Regions from separate parts of the Mus musculus genome. Here regions 1, 2, 4 and 5 are each linked to region 3. The links are chromatin contacts, called in public ChIA-PET, Hi-C and HiChIP or PLAC-seq maps. All regions are on one chromosome and are shown on one strand. Each heading gives the region's core, a stretch centred on a gene start, on an enhancer-like site or on the middle of the called end of the contact. The rest is flanking DNA. Distances are from core to core; before and after follow the strand shown. Region 1 holds the start of Gpr68 (G protein-coupled receptor 68). Region 2 overlaps Gpr68 (G protein-coupled receptor 68). Region 3 holds the start of Calm1 (calmodulin 1). Region 4 overlaps Dglucy (D-glutamate cyclase). Region 5 holds the start of A630072L19Rik (a long non-coding RNA gene).

What was found. Hi-C and Micro-C count contacts between places; a contact is called where the count stands out from the background. ChIA-PET counts read pairs in DNA pulled down with a chosen protein or histone mark. HiChIP or PLAC-seq counts read pairs in DNA pulled down with a chosen protein or histone mark.
Region 1: a contact with region 3 is called in an RNA polymerase II ChIA-PET map of memory CD8 T cells, with 247 read pairs. The contact joins the promoter of Gpr68 here to the promoter of Calm1 in region 3. A contact is called at or near these places in 5 of 39 promoter capture datasets (HPC-7-derived erythroid cells, embryonic stem cells, liver and 1 more), 1 of 15 datasets of contacts at CTCF or cohesin (large pre-B cells), 11 of 115 datasets of contacts at active chromatin or transcription factors (SST interneurons, effector CD8 T cells, embryonic basal ganglia and 7 more) and 1 of 9 other capture datasets (embryonic stem cells).
Region 2: an H3K4me3 HiChIP or PLAC-seq map of bone marrow-derived macrophages shows a contact between it and region 3, with 5 times the contacts expected there. The contact joins the enhancer-like site here to the promoter of Calm1 in region 3. A contact is called at or near these places in 4 of 115 datasets of contacts at active chromatin or transcription factors (bone marrow-derived macrophages, large pre-B cells, memory CD8 T cells and 1 more) and 2 of 9 other capture datasets (liver and pancreatic islet).
Region 4: a contact with region 3 is called in a Hi-C map of rod photoreceptor, with 5 times the contacts expected there. The contact joins the enhancer-like site here to the promoter of Calm1 in region 3. A contact is called at or near these places in 8 of 39 promoter capture datasets (the C10 cell line, embryonic stem cells, frontonasal cranial neural crest and 4 more), 1 of 15 datasets of contacts at CTCF or cohesin (the NIH/3T3 cell line), 7 of 484 Hi-C or Micro-C datasets (CD4 T cells, the G1E-ER4 cell line, cerebral cortex and 4 more), 11 of 115 datasets of contacts at active chromatin or transcription factors (the 230-238 cell line, T-cell acute lymphoblastic leukemia, cardiomyocytes and 8 more) and 1 of 9 other capture datasets (embryonic stem cells).
Region 5: a contact with region 3 is called in an H3K4me3 HiChIP or PLAC-seq map of forebrain, with 3 times the contacts expected there. The contact joins the promoter of A630072L19Rik here to the promoter of Calm1 in region 3. A contact is called at or near these places in 12 of 39 promoter capture datasets (the 3T3-L1 cell line, the C10 cell line, the HPC-7 cell line and 7 more), 1 of 15 datasets of contacts at CTCF or cohesin (large pre-B cells), 4 of 115 datasets of contacts at active chromatin or transcription factors (embryonic forebrain, forebrain, large pre-B cells and 1 more) and 1 of 9 other capture datasets (liver).

The regions. Positions count from the first base shown.
Region 1 is chr12:100,897,480-100,901,541 of GRCm38.p6, reverse strand. Gpr68 (G protein-coupled receptor 68) reads left to right here and starts at 2,162. Exons shown (of 3, transcript NM_001177674.2): 1 at 2,162-2,299. Gm36572 (a long non-coding RNA gene) reads right to left here. Exons shown (of 5, transcript XR_381840.4): 3 at 1,825-3,121.
Region 2 is chr12:100,875,579-100,879,806 of GRCm38.p6, reverse strand. It overlaps Gpr68 (G protein-coupled receptor 68), which reads left to right. Exons shown (of 3, transcript NM_001177674.2): 3 at 395-3,125. The coding sequence starts at 524. The coding sequence ends at 1,621. Among named protein-coding and RNA genes, the nearest start is that of Gm36572, 16 kb to the left of the region's middle. Within about 2 kb of position 1,651, at least 48 of the 459 cell types and tissues checked have an H3K27ac peak or open chromatin away from gene starts, as enhancers often do. A contact at or near this core is called in bone marrow-derived macrophages and memory CD8 T cells, where this site is marked.
Region 3 is chr12:100,196,493-100,200,731 of GRCm38.p6, reverse strand. It overlaps Calm1 (calmodulin 1), which reads right to left and starts at 1,297. Exons shown (of 6, transcript NM_009790.5): 1 at 1,016-1,297. The coding sequence starts at 1,018.
Region 4 is chr12:100,848,106-100,852,277 of GRCm38.p6, reverse strand. Dglucy (D-glutamate cyclase) reads right to left here. Exons shown (of 13, transcript NM_145448.5): 8 at 1,905-2,165. Among named protein-coding and RNA genes, the nearest start is that of Gm36572, 44 kb to the left of the region's middle. Within about 2 kb of position 2,392, at least 18 of the 459 cell types and tissues checked have an H3K27ac peak or open chromatin away from gene starts, as enhancers often do. A contact at or near this core is called in rod photoreceptor, where this site is marked.
Region 5 is chr12:100,935,775-100,940,352 of GRCm38.p6, reverse strand. A630072L19Rik (a long non-coding RNA gene) reads right to left here and starts at 2,249. Exons shown (of 5, transcript XR_003950128.1): 1 at 1,702-2,249; 2 at 1-1,602. It overlaps Ccdc88c (coiled-coil domain containing 88C), which reads left to right. Exons shown (of 30, transcript NM_026681.5): 18 at 83-268; 19 at 1,195-1,356; 20 at 2,246-2,523.

The DNA of each region.
Region 1 (4,062 bases), core at 913-3,412, 700 kb before region 3:
AGCTCGGACTTCTCAGGAGACCCTGTTTTAGAAACCAAGAGAAGAAAGGGGTATCTGGAATGTTGAATAGCAATATCAATTGGCATGGATTAAATGTTCATTGCTGTGTGCAGAGTCTTGAGCTGAGAAGGCGACCCTTGGTTTAACTCATGTGACATGACCGACCCTCTCTTAGGTAGTGTCCCCATCTTCAGGCAGGGAAAGGCTCACAAAATGGTAAAAGACTGAGCGAAGGTCACCCTGTCAGTATGAAGGGCTGGAATTTAAAGCCAGGTGCTCTGGCTTTCTAACCCGAACTCTTAGCTATATTCAGAATGACAATTTAAACAAAAAGAAAGGCAGGGGTGGAGGAATCGGGGAGGGGGGGTGGTGTGGGGAGGTGGAGGTGAAGTGGTGTGTGTGTGTGGGTGGGGAGGTGACAGACATGTAGGTAATCCCTGGGGCTCTCTAGCCAACCAGTCTAGAAGGTGGTGAGCTTTGAACTCAGGGAAAGACCTTGTCTCAAAAAACCAGGCGGGGTGCCCTCCACACACAGAAGTACATGCATGTATGCACACCACACACAAGATTTACAACGTTCACTACACTCACACATACGAATACAAATTAGGAAAAAAAAAAAACAACGATGAACATTTTCAGGCACAGATAGTTTATTCTGGAAAATTCCATTTGTGAACATTTTTCAAAAAGGAGGGACTTCACAATGGGAACCAGAGAGCAGGCTGAGCCAGTCTCTGTCAGCACCAGAAGAGAAACACCCCCCACCCCACCCCCGCTATTTTGGCTGCTCTTGTACCTTCTGCCTTCTGTGAAAAGTCCCACCTAGAGCAGTAGTTCTCAGCCTGTGTGTCTCCACCCCTATAGGATTGAGTGACCTTTTCACAGGGGTCATCTCAGACCATTGGGGAAAACACAGATATTTACATTATGATTCGTACAGTCGCAAAATTACAGTCATGAAGTATCAATGAAAATAATTTTATGATTGGGGGGTAGGTCACAGCATTAGGAAGGTTGAGAACTACTGACCTAAAGACTACATCCTAGCACCCTGAGCTACCCAAAGGGCTTGGCAGCCACTGACATAGATCTACTCTGTCCCTCTCTAGTCTACACCTCGGTTTGCACTCCATCTCTACCCTGTCTCCCTGTCTCAGACTTGAGCTTTGCAGACCCCCCACCAACCGGTTCAGACATTTATTTCATAGATTCAAGCATGGGTCTCGCAGACAGGCAACTGCATGCCAGCAATCCTACCAGGCAGTGTGAAGACCTCTGGGAAGTGTATCAGTGAAGTCACCAGCCCAAACTGGGAAAGTTCAGAAAATGAGAGGCAGAGGCAAAGGGTCTTGGGGGTGGGGGGTGGGGGGCGGGGGGTGGGGGTGGGGGTAAGACCCACAGGAGCCCAGGTATGCACTTGTGAGAGACCTAGATACAAGGTGGCATAGGGTGGGATGTAGATTTGAATCTCAAAGGCTTCATTAAGTAAGTGGGTGGCCTCGGGCAAGCTATTTGTCCTCTCGTGCCTCAATTTCTCTCCATTATAAATGGGAAAAATAGTAGCACTTGCCTCGTAGAGTTAATCAAATCAACACGTTTAGGTGCGTATAACAAGGCAAACTGTGACTATTTGCTATTAGTGTTTAGGGCAGTATGTAGGGCAGAGGACAGTAAGTTTTCCTTGATGTTTCCATAAAACCAGAGAAGGTCATTCATTATGTCCTTGACTATACCCGCTGGCTCTGGGACAGGGTCTGGGATCCAGAGGCTAAGCCCCAAGCTTCCAGCAGGTAGAGAAAGGCCCAGAACTGTGACACCCACCTCATTTAATGAGTGGATACGTTAGAGACCGAAGATGAACGCAGAAAGGCTCTCTACCTTCCTCCCAGCTTCCCACGTTGGGTTTCAGCGTCCCTGGGAGCGCCTGTGGCTGAAGAAGTCCCCTAGTGCTTCAGCAGCTTGGCTTCTTCCGCAGAGCCAGTCTCTAGGTCAGGATGCTAGCAGGGAGGGGGATGGGGGTGCTGCACCTCCGGGACCGGCGAGCGCTCAGGCCACCTCGGCCCTTCTAGCAGGCGCCTCATCTGTGGCTTGCGGTCAGTGTGAGCTGCAGGGCGTGGACCGACAGGTCTGGCTGTGCCTGACTAGGGTTGGGAGCGGGAGGAATCTCGCACAACGTGGCCCAGAGTGGCTAGGAGAAAGGGACCTGCGTGCCTTGCAGGAGTCCCCAGCCTTTCCAGGAGGCGCACGCACTGCACCAGAGGACATCAGGCCCGCGTCCCAGACTGTCGCTGCACAGGTATGTGTTCCCGCGAGCCAGGCTCCTTCCTTTTGCCATGGTTACTGGTCGCTGGCTTACCAGGGTCGGGAGAAGCGAGGTCTGCTGGGTTCTGAGTCCTGCTCCGGAGCGCAGGGTCGGGTGTGCTTGCGCTCCGGGCCGGCCAGCAAAGGATGCGGGAGCGGCGGCACAAGAGGCGGGCACACCCCCAAACACCACCGTATGCGTGCGGTGAACCCGCAGAATTGACTGTGACCGAAGTCAGCAGGGAATGTCTGCCCTGGAGCGCCAGCGCCCCGGGTCCCTCTCCTGGGTCCAGTGTCTCTTTATGTGGTCGCCACTGGGTTTAGCAGCCGCCCCCGCGGCTGGCTCCGTGGCCACCTGGTAATTTCTTCACCCTCAAAAAAAAGTATGAGACCTCTAACCCTTCATTTACCCAGTTCTGGTGATCTAAAGATTGCATTGGGGTCCTTTTCTATTCACACTCGAGTCTTCGTGGCCCTTCTTCCAACAGGCTCAGAGCTCAAACGCTGAGACCCAAACAATTCTCATGTCCTTACCTTCTGCTCTGGGGGGTAGGGCGGGGAGGGGAGGTTGGGTGGAGCTGGCCCACTGCCAGTCAGCAGGAGCAATAATAACACTTGCTGGTCTGAACGCTTAAATCCCCTCTGGGAATCAAATGTCCGGGAGAAAAAGCTGTGTCCCAGGTCTGGATGAAGGAACAGGTGGACGAAAGCGTGACAGGCGCTAAGGCAGCAAGCCTTCTGGGGTTCAGCACTGGTTTGGTGCCAATGTGCCAGAGGCCTTGGGCATGTCTTGCTGTGAGGGGGTTGGGAAGGATACCTGTGGGTAGATGAATCAACCCTAGAGTTTAATGAGGTGGCATGTGGCAGTCGCTTGCCCTCCCATCTGACACAAATCATATAGTCAAGGCTACGACCTGCTTCATTCTTTTGGCCCCCTGCCTGCATCTCCACCTCTCAACCCAGAGGGAGAGGGGAATTTCCTGAGCTCAGTGGGCTGGGCCGGCTGTATAGGGACCTCTTTCAGTTCCCTGGCCAGTTCCAGAACTTCATGGCTCATTTAAAGCCACTTCTGTTCATTAGAGTTTGGGGCTCCTCTTCCTCTTTTTTTTTTTAAATTTGTTTCTTCACCCTTTCTCTCCTTTCTACTCCCCAGGGGGCTACATGCACGCCATGTGCATTGCTGGTCCGAATGCCCTCCTTTCAAACTTCAGTTGACCCTTCTAAGAAAAGAGACTTGCCTCTAGAGCTCACTCTCTAGTGTAGCGATGAGACCACACACAGGCAAAGCTTGCACCTCCACATAGATGCCAACTCTGAGAATTCCCCTCCCCACCCTCTCTCTGCTGCAGCTTCTTGTTGAAAGGCACACAAAAGGAAGAGATTTATCGGACAGGGACTAGAGTCAGAAGGACTGTTAAGCTGAGATCTCCAGGGGCTTAGCATCCAAATTCCTGTTTCAGCTGGTGGACCCCAGCCAATGTACTTTCCCTCTCTGAACCTTCATATATTGCAGGGAAATAGAGATGACAATACTTACTTGATAGAGTGAATAAAAATAAATAAAATTAAATAACCCTGCAAATGAGTCCAGTACATGGTAGACCCTAAAGTGTTTTGGGAGATAAGAATACTAATGTTCCCACTAGCCACTGTGGCAGAGCAAACCACTTTAAATGTGTGAGCTCCAGCTAGGAGCAGTTGATGGCTTCTGTGGGAGGAAGACTCAGTCTTCTTTAAGGGGGTGACCCATGCGTGATA
Region 2 (4,228 bases), core at 402-2,901, 680 kb before region 3:
GAAGTCCCTGGAATGGCTGTGGCCTCATTGGTTGGCCTAGTTTGTCCAGTCCTATGATTGTTACTGCTGTGTAAGATGACAAAGCCCTTACGCTGCGTTCAGGTTTAAAATGTTCTTGCCTCCAGTCTCCTTTGGAGAGCCAGGATCTCCTCCTTACCTCCATTGCTTGTACCAGGGGGCTAGTAAAATAAATAAGGGAATGAGGAGATAAATAAGGGAAGGCAGAGACAGGGAGCCATAAGCTGCACATTGGTGTTTTGGAATGTGCGCCACCACTGCCCGGCCTGGTCCAGAGTTTAAATGAATATAGCATATAGAACAGTGCCTGATAATGACAGGTGTCACATAAACGGTAGCTGTGATTATTCAAAGTCTTTTCCACCTTCACTTCTAGGGGGTCCGCCTACCACCAGTGATGCCTAGATCCTGATACATTTGCATCACCTTCTATAAACAAGATGGCAAGAGAGGGATTGGCTCCATCTCCAAGCCCATGAGGAATAAGGCTCCTTCTGGCCCAAAGATGGGGAACATCACTACAGAAAACTCCTCACTATCTTGCCCCATCGACCACACCATCCACCAGACACTAGCCCCAGTGGTCTATGTGACCGTGCTGGTGGTGGGCTTCCCAGCCAACTGCCTGTCCCTCTACTTCGGGTACTTGCAGATCAAGGCCCGGAATGAGCTGGGAGTGTACCTGTGTAACCTGACCATTGCAGACCTGTTCTATATCTGTTCACTTCCCTTCTGGCTGCAGTACGTGCTTCAGCACGACGACTGGTCCCATGGTGACCTATCCTGCCAGGTGTGTGGCATCCTCCTCTATGAGAACATTTACATCAGCGTGGGCTTCCTCTGCTGCATCTCCATCGACCGCTACCTGGCTGTGGCCCACCCCTTCCGCTTCCACCAGTTCCGCACCCTGAAGGCAGCCGTGGGTGTCAGTGTGCTCATCTGGGCCAAGGAGCTGCTGACCAGCATCTACTTCCTCAATCACAAGGAGGTCATTGAGGACGAGGACCAGCACCGAGTCTGCTTTGAGCATTACCCTATCCAGGCCTGGCAGCGTAGCATCAACTACTACCGCTTCCTGGTGGGCTTTCTCTTCCCCATCTGCCTGCTGCTGGCCTCCTACCAGGGCATCCTGCGGGCTGTGCGCCGCAGCCACGGCACACAGAAGAGCCGCAAGGACCAGATTCAGCGGCTGGTGCTCAGCACCGTGGTCATCTTCCTGGCTTGCTTTCTACCCTACCACGTGCTGCTGCTGGTACGCAGCCTCTGGGAGAGAAACTGTGAGTTTGCCAAGAGCATCTTCAACGTCTATCACTTCTCCCTCCTCCTCACCAGCTTCAACTGTGTAGCTGACCCGGTGCTGTACTGCTTTGTCAGTGAGACCACTCACAGGGACCTAGCCCGCCTCCGAGGAGCCTGCCTAGCTGTCCTTACCTGCTCTAGGACAAGCAGGGCCAGGGAGGCCTACCCTCTGGGTGCCCCTGAGGCCTCTGGGAAAAGTGGGGCCCAGGGCGAGGAACCTGAATTGTTAACCAAGCTCCACTCAGCCTTCCAGACCCCTAGCTCACTGGGAGTGGGAGGGCCCTCCACAGTGGGGTTGGCCTAGCTTGAGTCACGTGTATGAGGCTAAGTTAGGCCCTGAGCTTTCACCAACAGGCCTTGTGGTCGGGAGCTTGCATGGTGGCTGTCTCCCACTTTACCATGTACGGGTGCCTCTCTCCTCAGGAAGGAACCATGGTTTGGGCCACAGCCAGGTCCCTCTGGCCCCTGGAAACCTGCTCCGTGTCCTGAGCCTGGGCACTGCTGACTGTGTGAATGAGCCCTGTCTCCTCCCATGTTCTTGGTGGCCGCCTGGGCTGCAGATGGGAGGGAGTCGGCATCGTCACTTCCAGGAGATTTGCAAAGAGCAGCAGGCCTGGGGTGCGGAGAGGAGGGTAGGACCCTGCGTGGTCACCTGCCAAGCCTTCCAGTGCCCCTGTTGTCACAGACGATACCAGCCCAAGTGTGCTATGGTCTTGTGTGACACAGGAAGCTATATAGCCACCATCAGTATTTGAGCTTGCCTCTAAACTAGTCTAGGCCAGAGGACTGGTTAAGGTGAAGAACAGGGGCGGGGTTGGTGGCTAGGGATAACAGCAGAGAGGCAGTCAGGGAAGAAACCCCAGCATCAGGCACGTCTCACTTTACAGAACTTATGGAACAGGGCCCCACCCCCAAGGGCTGATGGCAAAGAAACCCCAGGGATGCCGGAGAGATGTCAGGGGCCCTCAAAACATCGTACTAAAGCTTAATAAGAAGACTTAGGCCTAAAACTGCGTCCTTAGCCAAGTTCCTGGCACACAGGGTTTCTCTGTGTAGCCCTGGCTGTCTTGGAACTCACTCTGTAGACCAGGCTGGCTTCGAACTCAGAAATCCGCCTGCCTCTGCCTCCCAAGTGTTAGGATTAAAGGCGTGCGCCACCACTGCCCAGCCCTAATTAGCTTTTTGTGTCCGTCTAGTCTAAGTGTCAGACCTGAGAGCCTAAGGGAGAAGAAAGAGGGAGAATATAAAAAAAATGGCAGGGTGTCCATGGCAACTGTATGCCAAGACATTGATACTAACTAGGATCATGTATCTGTTGTCAGTAATTCCTACCCTTCTCCCCATGCACCATAGAGCATCCAGCAGCTTTTGAGAGGAGTGTGACAGTGACAGTTTCCCAGAGTTCCTAAGTGCAATGAACTAACCACACACACACACACACACACACACACACACAATCATGTCTCGTGACCACAGGTTTGGCTTAAGCTGCATTTTGGTATAGGAGAGTTGGCAGAGATGGCTGCATGCCAGAAAGACCTACACCTTCCCCAGCCTCGGTCCTTACAGGCCAATGGTGATAGCTAAGTGTTCTGTGCCTCCTCATCCCACAGTATTTCCCCTGTTTGACCTGAAATTCTGGATTCTCACTGGCTTGGACTGGAGCAAGCTAAGCCCAGCTCCCCTTACTAAGGAGTGCTGTATTTTTGTATTGTTTTCTCTCTTATGCCAAGTATCCCTGTGTTGGACTGTGAGGTGGGTTTATGTAGTGACTTCAGTCAGCAAATAAAACAAAGTAGCCAATCATAGCAGAGTGTGTGCAGTCCTTATAGGCAGAGACTCCACCCACACCAGGAAGATCAGGTGTGTCCTTGAAAGACCCCAAATAGAAAGATCCAAGGGCAAGATGGGGGTTGCATTTGAGTGCCTAACAAGTGGTTAAGCCCAAGCCACAAGGACAGTAGAGTTTTCTCTTCTGCCTCATGGCAAAGCCCATGAATCCGTGCAGCATGGCAAAGCCCATACATCCATGCAGCATGTTGCAAAGCTACCCTGGATGCATCTGTGCAGGTGGTGTTGTAGATTCACCCTGGGACTTTTAAGGACAACACCCAGCCCTGTGGTTTAGCGAACAAGACTCCCTCTGTCTTTGACCACATGGGACTCTGCATATTGAGTATCTCCCCAACCCCGACCCCCCCTGACCCCTCCCCCCCCCCCCCCGCAAGGGTGAGCCCCCATCAGACCAGAAGAAGAGCCTGTTTCACTCATCTCTGGCATTTCCCCAGAACCAACTGGTTTTGCTTGCAGCCGCCCACCTTGCTTGTTGACAACCTCTGTCTGCCGGGGCATCCTCTCACCAGCATCAGACTCCGTGTTTATCACTAAGGATCGCCCACATCCTATTGAAGCATAAATTTGATTTTGACCACTTAATCCCTCTATGGATCAGGCTCCTGGAGTTTTGGAGTGTTATGGAAGAATAGCTCTTTCTTCCAAACAGACTAAGCAAGAATATTATTAAGGATTAATCCTGCTTTCTCTCCTAAGAGAAGGACTGGGAGCAAACGTCCATCTGGTTTGGACTGAAGGTGACAGAAGCCATTAAAATTCCTTTTTTACTCCCCAGTGTTGCTTAGTAATACAAGGACTCATCTTCCTGTTTACACAGGACTGTGGGTTGGCCCGAAGAGAGTAGGAGAGAGCCTCAGCACAGAGCACATCTCCATCTGCTGCTTCCCACCAGCTTGTGTTCTAGAGAAAGCCAGAAGCTGAACCAACTGCTTTATGCATCTAGGGATGGAGTCTCCATTCCTGGAATTCATCTGGTCTCAGTGTCCAGGGCTCTGGTGGGAATGGGAAGATCTCAATTCCATTCTCTCTCAGTTAGCAGCTATCTTAGGAATACCAC
Region 3 (4,239 bases), core at 48-2,547:
AGGGGCCGCACTAGGGTGAAGACCCAAAGGGGCCCCAGGACCGTGGTGCTGCCTATCTCCAGCACCTCCCACCGCTCCTGCTCCCCCAGGCACTGAGCCTGCCGCCGCCTCCTCCCCAGCAGAAACTTTGCGTCTCTAATGGAAACCGAGGAGCGCGCCAACTCTCTCCTCCCCCGCCCTGCCGCCCCAATTAGCGCGAGCCGAGCACCTCCCGCGGGAAGGGGCCTCCCCGCGGACACGAGCGATCGCGCCCGTCTCGCGCGGCACCGGGAGGGGGACCGAGGTCGCACGGCCCAGCCACGCGCGCGGCCACCCTGCGGGGCCCCGCCCGGGCGCAGGGCGGCCGCTTCCGCCCTCTCCGCCCCCCAGCCTTCGCCTTCCTGCCCCCAACCCCACCCTTCCCCGGCTCCTTCCTTCCCAGCTCACGCCCGCGCCGCGCCCCCCGGGAGGAAGGAGGGGACCGCAAGCGAGGGGGGACTCCCGACTGGGCTGGTCAGGGGGTCTGAAGGTGGCTGAGGACACCCCGAGGCCGCGGTCCAAGCCCTGTACGTCTCCCGGCTCGCCGCGACCCATTCATTCTCCGCGGTCGGGGACTGACTACCGGGACGTCGCGGCCTGCCCCGCCCGGCTCCCCCGCCCCGCTGGCCCCGGCCGAGGCGCTGCGCTGCAGGCAGCCCGGGTGCGGCGCGTTGGATGCAGTGGGTGCGGGGCTGGCGGAGGGGGTGGATGCGGAAGGCCCCGGTGCAGCTGTGGCAGCGGCTCCAGCCCGCGCACAGCCCACTGTAGAGTCCAGCCCCAGAGGCGCCCAAAACTCAGAGGAGGTTCTCTGGCAGCCAGAGCGGAGATGCAAACCCGAAAATACATCCCCTTTCACTGCAGCTGCTGCGTAACACCTGGCAAAATGGGGTAGGGGGTAACCTCAACCAGGAAAAGGGGGAGACCCCAAGACTCAACTACAAATCTGTTCAGAAAGCTCGGGCAGCTGCTACGTCTGCCACTGCCGATCCCAACCTACCATGGTGCGAGCGAAGGAAGGAAGAACGGAGCAGGCGAGGGTGGCTGCACCAGCGCAGGGGCTGTGACCGCCGAGGTGCCTCCGCTTCTGCTGCTGCTAACGCGCTACCTGCGTTGTGCGCTGAGCCTCAGCCGCCGCCCGACTTCGAGTAACGGCACCACGGACACGAGACTCCCAGCACCACTGCCGTAGCGCGAGCCTGTGTGCCGCGATATATATACGGTGCGCGGTATCCCTCCGCCGCGGCAGTACCGCCTCGCGCAGGGCGGCGCTGCGGCAGCCGGACCTCACCGCAAGGCTCCGCCCCCCAGGCGCGCCCGGCGCGGCGGGCCCATTACGCGGGCAGGGGTCACTGGGGAGTCGGAGACCTGAGCGAGGGTGCTGGTCTGTTGCTGCAAGAGTCCTCTAGAGCTGGAATGCCTGCGTAGCGAAATCTGGGGGGCCGTCCCGGGCTTCCAGGCGCGTGTCCGTCACTCAGCCCCACTTCACCTGTGTGTCCCCCCTCCCACCACTCCTGGTGGCTTCGAGGTTGCAGAGCCACCAATCCTGGGTCCCCCACAGGGGAGGACCTGGAGGAGATCTAGGGGCTGAGGACAGCCGCGGGGAGGCGGAATCCAACCTTAGCTGTAGAGGCGAGAGGACTGTGTTGAGGACACGGTGGTTGGCCTTGGGGAAGAAATTGGTCAGATAATGTTACTTTTCTCATTTTGGAGAACTGTCCGAGGCACAGTTAGAAGCTCAGTTGCTAGGTCTGTGTGGTGTTGACACGCTCAACCAGTCTAGTTTTCGTGTTTTTACATACCTACTAAAATTTTAAAGATGCTTGAAGAGTTGTCCCTTGCTAGGTTTGTTCCTTATTTCCTGTGGCAAATTCTATTAGGCCTGCTTCCAAAATTAACGTAGTGAGCGGCTTATGTCGCCCTCAGAGCCCACGCTTTTGAGTTTTTCCTAATTGTCCTGGTCCTGGAAATTCATAAATTGATATATACAAAGAAGGGGAAAGATACACAGGATCACTCTGATTACAGCTGGAACTTGTGCAGCCAATTGATTCTAGTAGGGTGCTCCACTATCTTAATTACAATCTTAATTATAGTCCTTAAATAATGTTTTAACCTTTAAATTTACTATTCTTTGTTCTTCTGTAAACTAGGGTGGGGGTGGGGACAGGGACGACCAAAAACTGTTTCAGGTCTTAGTTTGGAGCCTGGAACTTAAAAGAAGAAGAAGAAAATCTTAACAAAATGCTGCAGTTTCGTTTCTTGCCAAGACAAAGCGCAGAATTTGATCTTTTGTTTGCAAGGCCAGGACAAGCTGCAGGTTGTTTCTTCTTTCAGAAATTGTGGCAAAATGTGTGATTAGCATGCTCCTCTCTGGAAAGACTAGTTACCTTTCTTTTCTGGCTTTGTCAAAGTTTGCAGATAGGTGTTTTAAAAGATTCAAAAATGTCCCTGAACATTGCAAACGCCAGAGGACTTCTTAGGATCACCTCAGACAGTATGTCAGCAGCTGTGGGACTGCGCTTCAATTTGTTCTTCCTAGAATGCTACAGAAAGGGTTAACCTGCTGTTTAAGGAGAAGCTGTAGCAGGCAGCCCCCCCCCCCCAAGGGTACTGCTGGCCCTCTTGCAAATGGTTTAAAAACCATTCACAGTCAGACACATAATATCCCTATGTTCACAGAAAAGAGACTAATAAAAATTCAGTTTAAAGCATAGTCAATAATCCAATGAATTACAGGTCTACATAGCCAAGCTCATTATTATAACTAATGATTACTAAAGGAATTTGGATTTTTTTTTTTTGTCAGACTTCCTAAGGAAGTTAGCTAAGTGCATTTTAACATTTGGTATGCAGTGACAAGGGAGAAATGATGTCCTAAAAATGAAAATATGTTTAATTACTGGGGTCCTTTTGTTTCTGGTAGTCTTCCATCCCTTATAGTTATTTTGGTTACATAGCTACAATCTATGGTTTTGCAAAACCTGTCCAATACTTTCCTGTGTCATTTAACAAATTCACTGAATAAAGTGCTCTGAAACCTTTTCATGACTTTACTTGCTAAGTGCTATTCACCTTAGGATTATCTTAATCATCATAGAACAATTTTCTGTTTGTTTATATTTTACAAATGAGTGCTCTTTTGGAATTCTTTAACATATCAAAGCGCGTCTTAGCTTTCAAGTGTAGTGGGTTTGTAATGAGGTCATGCTTTGCACAGTTTTATGGCTAGTTTCACACACTGAAATATAAGAAGGTCAAGTGACTTGCCCAGGATCTTCCTGTGAGGCGGTGATTGGGCATAAACTAGAGCGTGAGCCTTTGCTCAGGGCTCTAATATTAGATTGTATATTAGTGAAATCAGTATCTGAAAATTTAAAGATACAATGTTAGAGACTTGACTACTTCATACGTCAGGTTTTCTGTCTGACAACATAGGTCCACTGAATGTTCGTGTCCCAGTGAATTAATGTCTTAATTTATGAAGAGGTCAGCGATTTTTAAAAGCCACATAAAAATGCCATAATATACTAAGAACCCAAAAGCCTATGGAACATTCTGTGATATTTAAAGAAAGTAGTTCTATGTGAAATTATTTAAATTAAATCATGCTAGATAGAAGAGAAGGAAGAAGAATGCAGCCCTGGGCCAGGAATCTCGACCACCCTGTGCCAAGCCTCAGGTCCTCTCAGTAACAATCCAGCTTTCACGCTGCTCAAACCAGTACCACGTGGGAGGCTCGTAAGCATTGCCAAGCTCAGCTGCCAGCTTGTGGCGCAGCCTTGGCCCCTCTGGACCACAGCTTCTGTGTGCTGACACGAAGGAATTACTTCCAGAAGGCTTTTACCTCAGCAAGCCGGGTGTCTTCTATAATCACAGCTGATTTTTCTGTCCTACATGAGCAGTACTCATTGTCCAAGTGAAGCAAAGACTTCACTTCCACAGACCCTTTTTTAAAGTTTTAGATTTATTTATTGTACTTTATATGCATATGTGTGTCCCAGGTCTGTTGGATTCCCTGTAATTGAGGTTATAGATGGGTGTGAGCCACCATGCGGGTTCCCAGAATCGAACCCAGGTTCCTCTACGAGAGCAAGTACTGCTGAGCCATCTCTCTAGCCCTTCCAAAGGGTCTTAATTCAAATATATCGCATGAACGACCCTGGTAACATCTCTGAGTGGCACAGTTCCCTCTGGACCTTTCCAGGCCAGGCCTCCATCATC
Region 4 (4,172 bases), core at 1,143-3,642, 650 kb before region 3:
ATGGGACGGGCATAGCAGGCTCCAAGCAAGAGTGAGGTTGAGGCATGTCCAAACCCTAGAAATCTCATTCTGACATGGGCAGGACTTGGATTGCTTCCCCACTCCACCCTGGGCCTGCATGACCTGGCACATGTAGTCCTGCACCCCCCCCCTCTCCCTCCCCCAAGAGGTCACATAGCCCTCAAGCCAGGTTAAACTTTCTCTTCCCTTATAAGGTCATGTCCAGCAGCACCTGGAATTCTTCTTTATGCAAATGAAGCATCCCCAGCACCCTGGCCTGGGCCAACAATATACACTCACCCTAAAGCCTTGTCCCACCTCCAAAGGTTTAAGTAGCCTCTGTTCTCCCCCCACCCCCTATTAAACAAGCTGAGCTGTCTCCTTGAGAGTCAGTTCGCACTGTGCTATGCTCACAGCTGCCTGTGAGTCTCTTTTGCTCCTGGTCTTTCTGCCCTACTTCTCCTCTCAGGATCCCCTGGTTGCAATTAAGGCCACCAACGGTAGGTTGGTACTTGTATGATAGTGATTACAAAGTGAAATTGATTGTCAAAAAACATTTTGTGATCACAAATAACACACATTATTGTAGATTATGTGGAAAATAATATACATATCTCCCCAAATGAAAATCATCTGGTTTTCATTCATCTATCTCTTAGCAGTTAGGGGAAGAATCGTGGCTTTTTCACAGGCTCAGGGCAAATCTTCAAGGAGAAGGAAAGATGGCCAACAGGGCACCCTGGGCAGTATCCCTGGACTCAGGGCTTAGAGGTATGTGACCGTGAACAAACCACATGAGCATCCTGAGCGCCTCCTCTGTAGAGTAATGGCCACCTAGTCACATTGCTGGGGTGGCACCATGATGGTCTGTCAATTTCCTGGCTGGGGTCTGGTGAAAGTGGGTGCTGAGTGAAGCCAACCTTCACCCCCCCTGGCTGCACTGTGTCAGATGCTAGTCAGGGGAATGGGTACCAGGGAGCCCAGCCAGGCAACATGAGGCACATATCTGAGAAAGGACACACAAAGCCCCTGTCAAGGAGGGTCAGAAACCCCTGTCACGGAGGGTCAGAGAGATGTGGCTCCCTCCTCAGAGCTATGGAGTACAATCCTTGCTGGGCTCCTGCCCATGAGAGGGGAGAAAGGATTCTGCTAAACATAGCCACAGAGGAGAGTCAGGTGGAACCTTCTGTTGGCCCTGGAGCAGAGCTTGACACAGTCACGTGTCCGGCAGTTTTCTGGCCTCACTTGCTGATCTGTCTAGTATTCCTTGGTGCCTCCTCTCCTTTCTTTTTGTGAGGGAACCCAAGGTGAAACCCTAGCTTCATCCCTGTCATCCCCACAGTGGTCTTCCGAGAGCTTCCCCCATAGAGGTCACATGTAACTGGTCTCAGCCTCCTTTTCCACAGAACAAACAACCTGCCTCTATCCTTAAACATTCTGGTTGCCCTGCAGGTGGTTTCCTGGGAGACAGAGCCAGGAAGCTGAGGGAAGGGATAGGGAAAGTGAGGAGTGTGTGTGTGTGTGTGTGTGTGTGTGTGTGTGTGTGTGTGTGTGTATTTTTGAGTGTTCACTAAGATTTATGGCATGGGGTTCTGGCTTGGGTTCACATGGCTTTGGACCTCCAGTGCACTGACTGGTGGAGGTGGTTGGGGAAATGGTCACCGTGTGGACAACCGTGATTGATTAGATCACTTGGGCTTTCTGAAACCTCAACATCTTTTTCTATAAAATGAACCTCTTGTTGCTTATAACAAAGTTGTTCTAGGCTTGGAGATAAAGCACCCTGTTACAAGGACACATCCTGGAGCTGTGTACCTGGCTGAAGGTTGGCACATTGCTTTCTTCCAGTCTCTGCCCACGAAGACCTGCTTGGGGAAATGGCTTGACCCCACCTCACTGCTCACCTTGCCTAATGGCGTCTTCAACAATCCTCATATGCAAGTTCAAGGCTCTCTGGTCTACTACCATGGCGGTCTCCTTCCCCAGAGCCTGTAGGAAGGCAGCTAAGGCGATGGCTCCTGGTGGGCCATCTGTCTCTTCTGGGGGCTCATGATTGAAATGTGTTGGGAATCCAGTGGTGACGAGTACGGAGCGGGCATGAGACAGTGACAAAGCAGCTTGCAGTAGCTCATCTTTAAGTAGTAGGTGCCCGATTCCTCGGTTCCCTAAAATTACAAAAATAAAGTAACATATCTAGGTGATGGTGTTTAAGGTGGATACACTGATAGTTCCGGTTGGTTTTGGTCCAGAAGTCACGTGGAGGAGTGTGGCAGTCTGACCTGTTCATATGCATTCTTGTCCCTCTGACTCCCACCCCTCTCTTAGCCACAAGACTGGTTTGGTCTCAAGGTACATAAGGAAGTGATGGGTGCCCTGCTGAGCCTAGCCCTGTCCTTTCCTGTGCCTCTCCAAACACACCTACCCTCTTTTTGTCCGAAATGTTGATTGATAGCTACAGCAGGTCTGATGGCAGAGCTGCTGGGACCCCAAGTGTCTGGGTAAAGCAGAGTCCCTCCCTGTTGACCCAGAACACTCTCAAGTCATTCAGGATGCTGTTACAGGGAGAGTTGCCTATTAGGGTGTCAACTACATTGCACCTCTGAACTGTGCCTCCAATAATAGAGTCAGGTATTGACTGCCCTCTAGTGGAGAAGTTGAGCAAGTGGGGAGCTATCTGTAGAGGAACCCAGTTAGTCCCAGGGAACACAGATGAGGGACAGTAGTTAGTGCTAAGGTTGCCCAGCCGGGCCAGCTGAGCAACACCACTTCCTGACTCTTCATACCAGCATGCCTCTGTCTACCATCAGGTCTCTTCTACACAAGTGCCATACAGAGGCAGAGTGTGTCTCTAGCCGAGCTGCCTTTAGAGCAGGCTAAAGGGATGTTGACTTGCAGTTGAGGGTCACAGAGAGCATGAAGAATGCTGGCTTTGGATCCCTACTATGGAGTAACTGCTCTAGACTGAGAGTAAATCCATACAGGACCTGGCTCATGATAGCTGTGTGTCGTTAGTCCTATCTTTGCTTCTTCTACATGGATAACAGGGAGGGTAGCCTGGGTGGAAGACGTCTCTGGGGACAGAGATTCCCACCTTCTGGTTGCTGGAGTAGGAGCTGGAAGTTGGGGCCTGGAAGGTGATTTTTTCCCTCTTCCATGTGGTGTCTGGCATCCCAAATAAAGTAGTCGTAGGTATGTGTAAAATTCAGTGAGAAGGGGGTTAACTGTGGCATTGTTTAAGGTACCAGTGATGGATAATTAGTCAAACGGTGGCACGTTCGCACAATGGATCCTTTAAAAAGGATGCTGTCAACTGAGTGACTCATTCCTGGGATCCAGCTCTCCTCTGGGGAGACTGAGGCAGGAGGATTGCAGGGAGTTCAAGGCTAGCTCAGGCTAAAAAGTGAGACTCTGTCTCAAACAAATAAACAGTGTGTAGATGTCGTGAAAAAATTATTTCACGGTATGGAAAGTAATTACAGTTATTTTTAAAAGTCTCAAAATACTATCATGGTGGAGTTCCTGTATGCAAAGATTTGAGCTAAAAGAAAGACTTTAAAGGTAAACACAAGCCTATCGATAATTTATTGATTGTAACGGATTCTGGTAGTTTTAAAAAGTGTGTGGATAGGTGTATGTGATGGTATGTGTTCTCGCGCATGTGTCTGTGTGAATGTGCACATGGAAGCCAGAGACTGAGGTCATGAGTCTTTGGTTGCTTTCTCCAATTAATTTAAATTTAAAAGTTTTTTGTTTTGGTTTTGGTTTTGGTTTTGGTTTTGGGGGCAGGGTCTCTCGCTGAACCCAGAGCTCACTGATTTGGCTGGGCTCGGCTGAATGGCCAGAACGTCTCAAGGATCCCTTGTGTGCCTTCTTAGTCCTGGAGTCCCAGGCACACACTGCTGTGCCATGCTTCTTGTGTGTGCTGGGGACTGAACCCAGCTCCTCCTGCTGCCGACCTGGCAAGGACTTAACTAACTGAGCCAACACCTCAGGCTCCGGGATTCGGGTAATTCTTATGGCTTATTTATTTTCACACATTTTCCTTCCTAAGACTTAGTTTTATTAATTATTAGATTCATTTTTGAGACTGGGTCAAGTCCCAGTCTTGCATTAATGGTCCCCCTGTCTCAGCCTCTTAAATGCAGGGGTCAGAGGCATGCACCACCACCCTG
Region 5 (4,578 bases), core at 1,000-3,499, 740 kb before region 3:
GTGAGGGGTCCCTCCCTACCCACTCCTGGGGTTCCTGCGCGGCTCCTTCCCACCTGAGTCTGCTTTTCAACATGGCCTGCAGATAAAGAAAGAACATGAGCAGCTGAGGCAGACCCAAGAGGGTGGAGACAAGGCACAGAACGCACTGAAGCGCCCTCCGGGCAAGGTCACCAGTCACCAAGAGAAGGAGGCCTGGGAGCCCAGCCATAAAGAGGCCACCATGGAGCTACTCCGTGTGAAGGACCGGGCCATCGAGCTGGAGCGCAGTGTGAGTGGGCTGCCCGCAAAGTGACCACACTGTTTGCAGGTGTCCCAGTATAGCAGACTGTCACTGCTGAGTTGTCCTGGCCCAGGGGGAGCACACCCAGTCTCCCGGGCTGAAGCCTACCTGCTGTGACACGCCCAGAGCAGATCCACCAGCCTCATCCCCATCGTGTTGGGTTTTCCAGAGCTGCATCCCAGCCTCTCCTCCCAAGCTGTATCTAAGCAAAGCTTTATTGACATGCAGCCGCACCTTTTATATTTGCACGTGCTCTGGCTGCTTTCCCACTGCCAGGGCAGGGGCAGCTTTCGTCGTTGGGACAGAGATAATGTGGCCACCAGACCTGAGAGTACTTACTCTTGGCCCTTATCAGAAAAAGGTCTCCAGTGCATGCTAAGTCCTCCAGTTCTGTTTGTTTCACAGCAGTGACTTCATGAAGTCCATCCCGATGATTCTCAATGGACAAGAGAGCTGAGACAACATTAGAGGCTTTCGCCAAGGCATGCTGATGAGGGGTAGCACCAGCCCGGGCCCTGCCTCTTAGCCTGATCAGTGGCGTAATAGATACGGCCTTTGTTAGTTTCCTGTTCCACTCGCTGTCTCAGGGATATGGACAGCTAGTGATGAGGGCTTGAGCTCTGTAGTCAGTGGGGGGAGTGGCTTCAGCTCACAGAAAAGTACTTTTGGGGTATTCCACACCAAAGGAAACAAAGGGACTCATGTAAGTGGCATTCGTGCCTGTATGCCCCAGGGCCCAGGCAGTAGTCCCTATATTGTCTCTGTAAATTCTATTCATTGTCCTTTTCCAAGACAGAAACTATTAACTTCCCGTACCTGAAGACCCCCAGCTACCTCTGCCCTTGAAGGTTCAGTAAAACCCCAGGCCCTATGCTCACCATGCTGTGTGTAACTGGCGCGTGCTTCTCCCCTAGAACGCAGCTCTTCAGGCCGAGAGGCAGCTGCTGAAGGAGCAACTACAGCACTTGGAGACTCAGAACGTGTCCTTCAGCAGCCAGATCCTGACCCTACAGAAGCAGAGCGCCTTCCTGCAAGAGCACACCACCACGCTGCAGACCCAGACTGCGAAGCTGCAGGTAGCAGGACGCTAATGGTGCCTCGTGGGAGCTGCAAGGCCAGGCAGGGGGACCTGGAGACAGGCTGGTTGCTAAGAGGCTTACTGTATACCGTAGATGTATACAGTCTCTTTTTAAGCTTGGTGGAACAGTTTCTGTGCAGTATACCTGTATTATGCTGATAGAGGGCAAATGAGGCTGTGACCTGGCTTCCCTCTGCTGGAAGCAGCCAGCAGGGCCAGCCCCTCAGTCTGCTTATCCTGTGGTCTATAGGTGATGGGGAAATGAAAAATTATTCATTAATGTAATTTCTGGGAAAAGTTGGAAAGTTACATATGGGGCAGAGACAATAAACAGGAAACTTACTTGGCAGAGAAGTTGGGTTTGTTTTGTTAAAATAAGAAAATAGGATGTTGGTTTGTTACTTTGTTTTGGAAAAAGTCTTTGTCTGGTTTTAATATAAGAGCAGTTCTGGCCCCTGTTCAGTTTTTAATGTCTTGGGGTTGTGTTAGAATACTTTAAAAACTCAGGTGGTCAGATGTGGCCCGTTAATAAAAGTGCTTAGCATGTACACAAGGTCCTTGGTTCAGGCCCCAACAGCACAAAAATAAATATGTAAAAATCAATTGGTTGACAGTATTATCTGGTACTCAAGAAAATAGGCTTTAAAAATAATCAGTAATGACATGCAAGGGGCTCACGTAGACGGAGGACATGATTTCTGGAGTTGGCTCAGGATGATATCCTTCTCGCAGCCAGCGTTTTGCCATGTTGGCCCCACTTCCTAAGCCAAGTCCTCAAGTTCCGGTAGCACTGTCCCCGGCTGGCCTGCCTTGAGGTCCCTCTGAGGCTGGCTGTTGCTGGTCATCCTCGGCCTGATCACTCGCAGGGCTCTCTGCTCTCCCTCCAGGTGGAGAATTCCACACTGAGTTCCCAGAACGCAGCGCTCAGTGCACAGTACACGGTGTTGCAGAGCCAGCAGGCTGCCAAGGAGGCCGAGCACGAGGGTCTGCAGCAGCAGCAGGAGCAGCTGGCAGCCGTCTATGAAGCCCTGCTGCAGGACCACAAGCACCTGGGCACCCTGTACGAGTGCCAGTCCTCAGAGTATGAGGCCCTCATCCGCCAGCACAGCTGCCTGAAGACGCTGCACAGGAACCTGGAGCTGGAGCACAAGGAGCTGGGGGAGAGGTGAGAGGTGGGGGGGGGCCTGGAGGCAAGGGAGGCCGAGGCTGGGGACAGGCAGGCTGGTGTGGGGAGACGGCCTGTGGTGGAGGCAGCTGCTGTGTTGAGCCCCTTAGGCTGTCACAGAGCTTGTGGTACTTTCCTAAGGGCCAAGTGCATCTCGTCTCTCCCCCACATTTCCTCTTGGCAGGCTGCTCTGCATTGTTGCTTGCACCTGAGCTTTCTCAAGGGAAGGAAATAGAGCCTTTAGCAACTTCTGCTTCCTTTTTGTTTGTCCAGCTGGGGATTGTGGCAGGGGACACTGGGGCCAAGGAGTGCCATGGCCCACGCTGGTTCTGGGTGGCCCAGTGTAGACACTTGGAGACCTATTCTCTAAGAATGCTTTCTCCTTCCTCCTCCGTCTGACCTACACCCTTGGGAAAATTCTGGCTACCATTGTGCAGGGTTGTGTTTATCCACACTTCAGAATCCCTTTTCCAAGTCTGAGGCTAGAATGCTTGCTTAAAGGAGGGGGCGGGGCGGGGGGACCAACCCAAATCCTCCCATTATGTTAAGTATTTAACGTGTACAACAAAACACAGAGTAACCCCACACCTCTGATCTCAGCACAGTTGGAAGGTCGAGAGAGGGAGGGAGGGAGCTGAGCCCTCAGCTGCCCCCCCCAGATGCCCACACTACCTTCATCCTTTAATCCACACCAGGTGCTTTTCTTTCTTTTTTTTTTAAAGGTATACTTTGCATATGTTGAAAAATACTATGTGCTAACTTTTCACCATAGCATCCCAGGTCCTGGGATGTGTGTCCTTGATTCACTCACTGTTGGCTGAGCTCCTGTGTCGTTGATTCACCCACTGTTGGCTGAGCTCCTGCCCATGCACCGAGGGTTCTAGATCCCTGAGCGCACATACTGAGGGTCCAAAGTCCTGTCTTGTCAGCTACTTAGTGTCCTTGGCTGGACATAGCTGGAGGCTCCTTCCGTCTGTGCACTGGGCTGTGAGTGTCTGTCACACAGCACTGAGTAAAGTCTGAGTTCTCATCTGCTACCTAACTGGACTCCTGCCATAAACTTACTGTCTTGTCAAAGGCTCAGTGGTAGTAAGCCAGACCCCAAAAGCCTGTGGGCTGAGTGTGCCCTGCTGAAGTGCCACACGGGGAGCAGGGATTAGGCAGGCAGCCCTGCTGGTCAGTCTGTGGCCTTTATTTGTCAACCTCCATGATTCCCCCACAATCACTAACTTAGGTGGAAGCCCGACGGTTCTCTCATCTCATCCCCCACCATGATGGGGCCACCTCTGCACTTTGGCCATTAAGTGACTTTCCTACTTGGGGCTCCAGTGAGATGATCCAGGTGCAGCTGATGTGGAGGGTGGGACTAGAGAAGAGACTGGAGACCCCAACCGTGCTACTGCTATGAACTCAGAAGAGAAGTGGGGGAGGGGGGAGGGAGCAGATTTCTGAGCAGGATGATTGAGGAACCTGCCTCAGGCCTCTCCTCTCACTGACTTGGAGAGTCTAGGGTGACAGTCAGGGTTTGTCACTTTTCTACCCTTGTGCTATGCTGCCCCCCAGTGGCAGCTGTGCAACCTGCAAGGATTGAGTGAGAAAGAAAATTCATCATGGCAGGGAGGTCTCACCCACCCACTCCCAATGCCAGGAACAGATATGTGGGCTCCCATACAGGAGGGTGTGAGGGGGGATTAGCTGCTTCATACACGGAATTTAGCTGTTTATTCTGTGGTTTCCTTTAGATCTACTGGTTCTTAATGAGCCACTTTGTAGCACAAGTCTCTAAAAGGTGTAGAGTAAAACCCTAATGCTCTCGGGCGGCCTACAAAAGGAGACAGGCCATGACAGGGAATAGAAGATGAACCTGACACTGGGGGAGCCAGTGATGGACGACCCCACTCTGGCAACATTTCTCTTGCTTCCCTGCCGTCCAGCCTCTCACCTCTCCCCAGAGAAAAGGTTTCAGAGGAATCCCCCCTCTTTCTGAGAGGGTATGTTCCAGTTTCCCGGAGTGTGAGTTGCTTGTGGTAGATAAAGCCTGGCCATGCTTCCGCC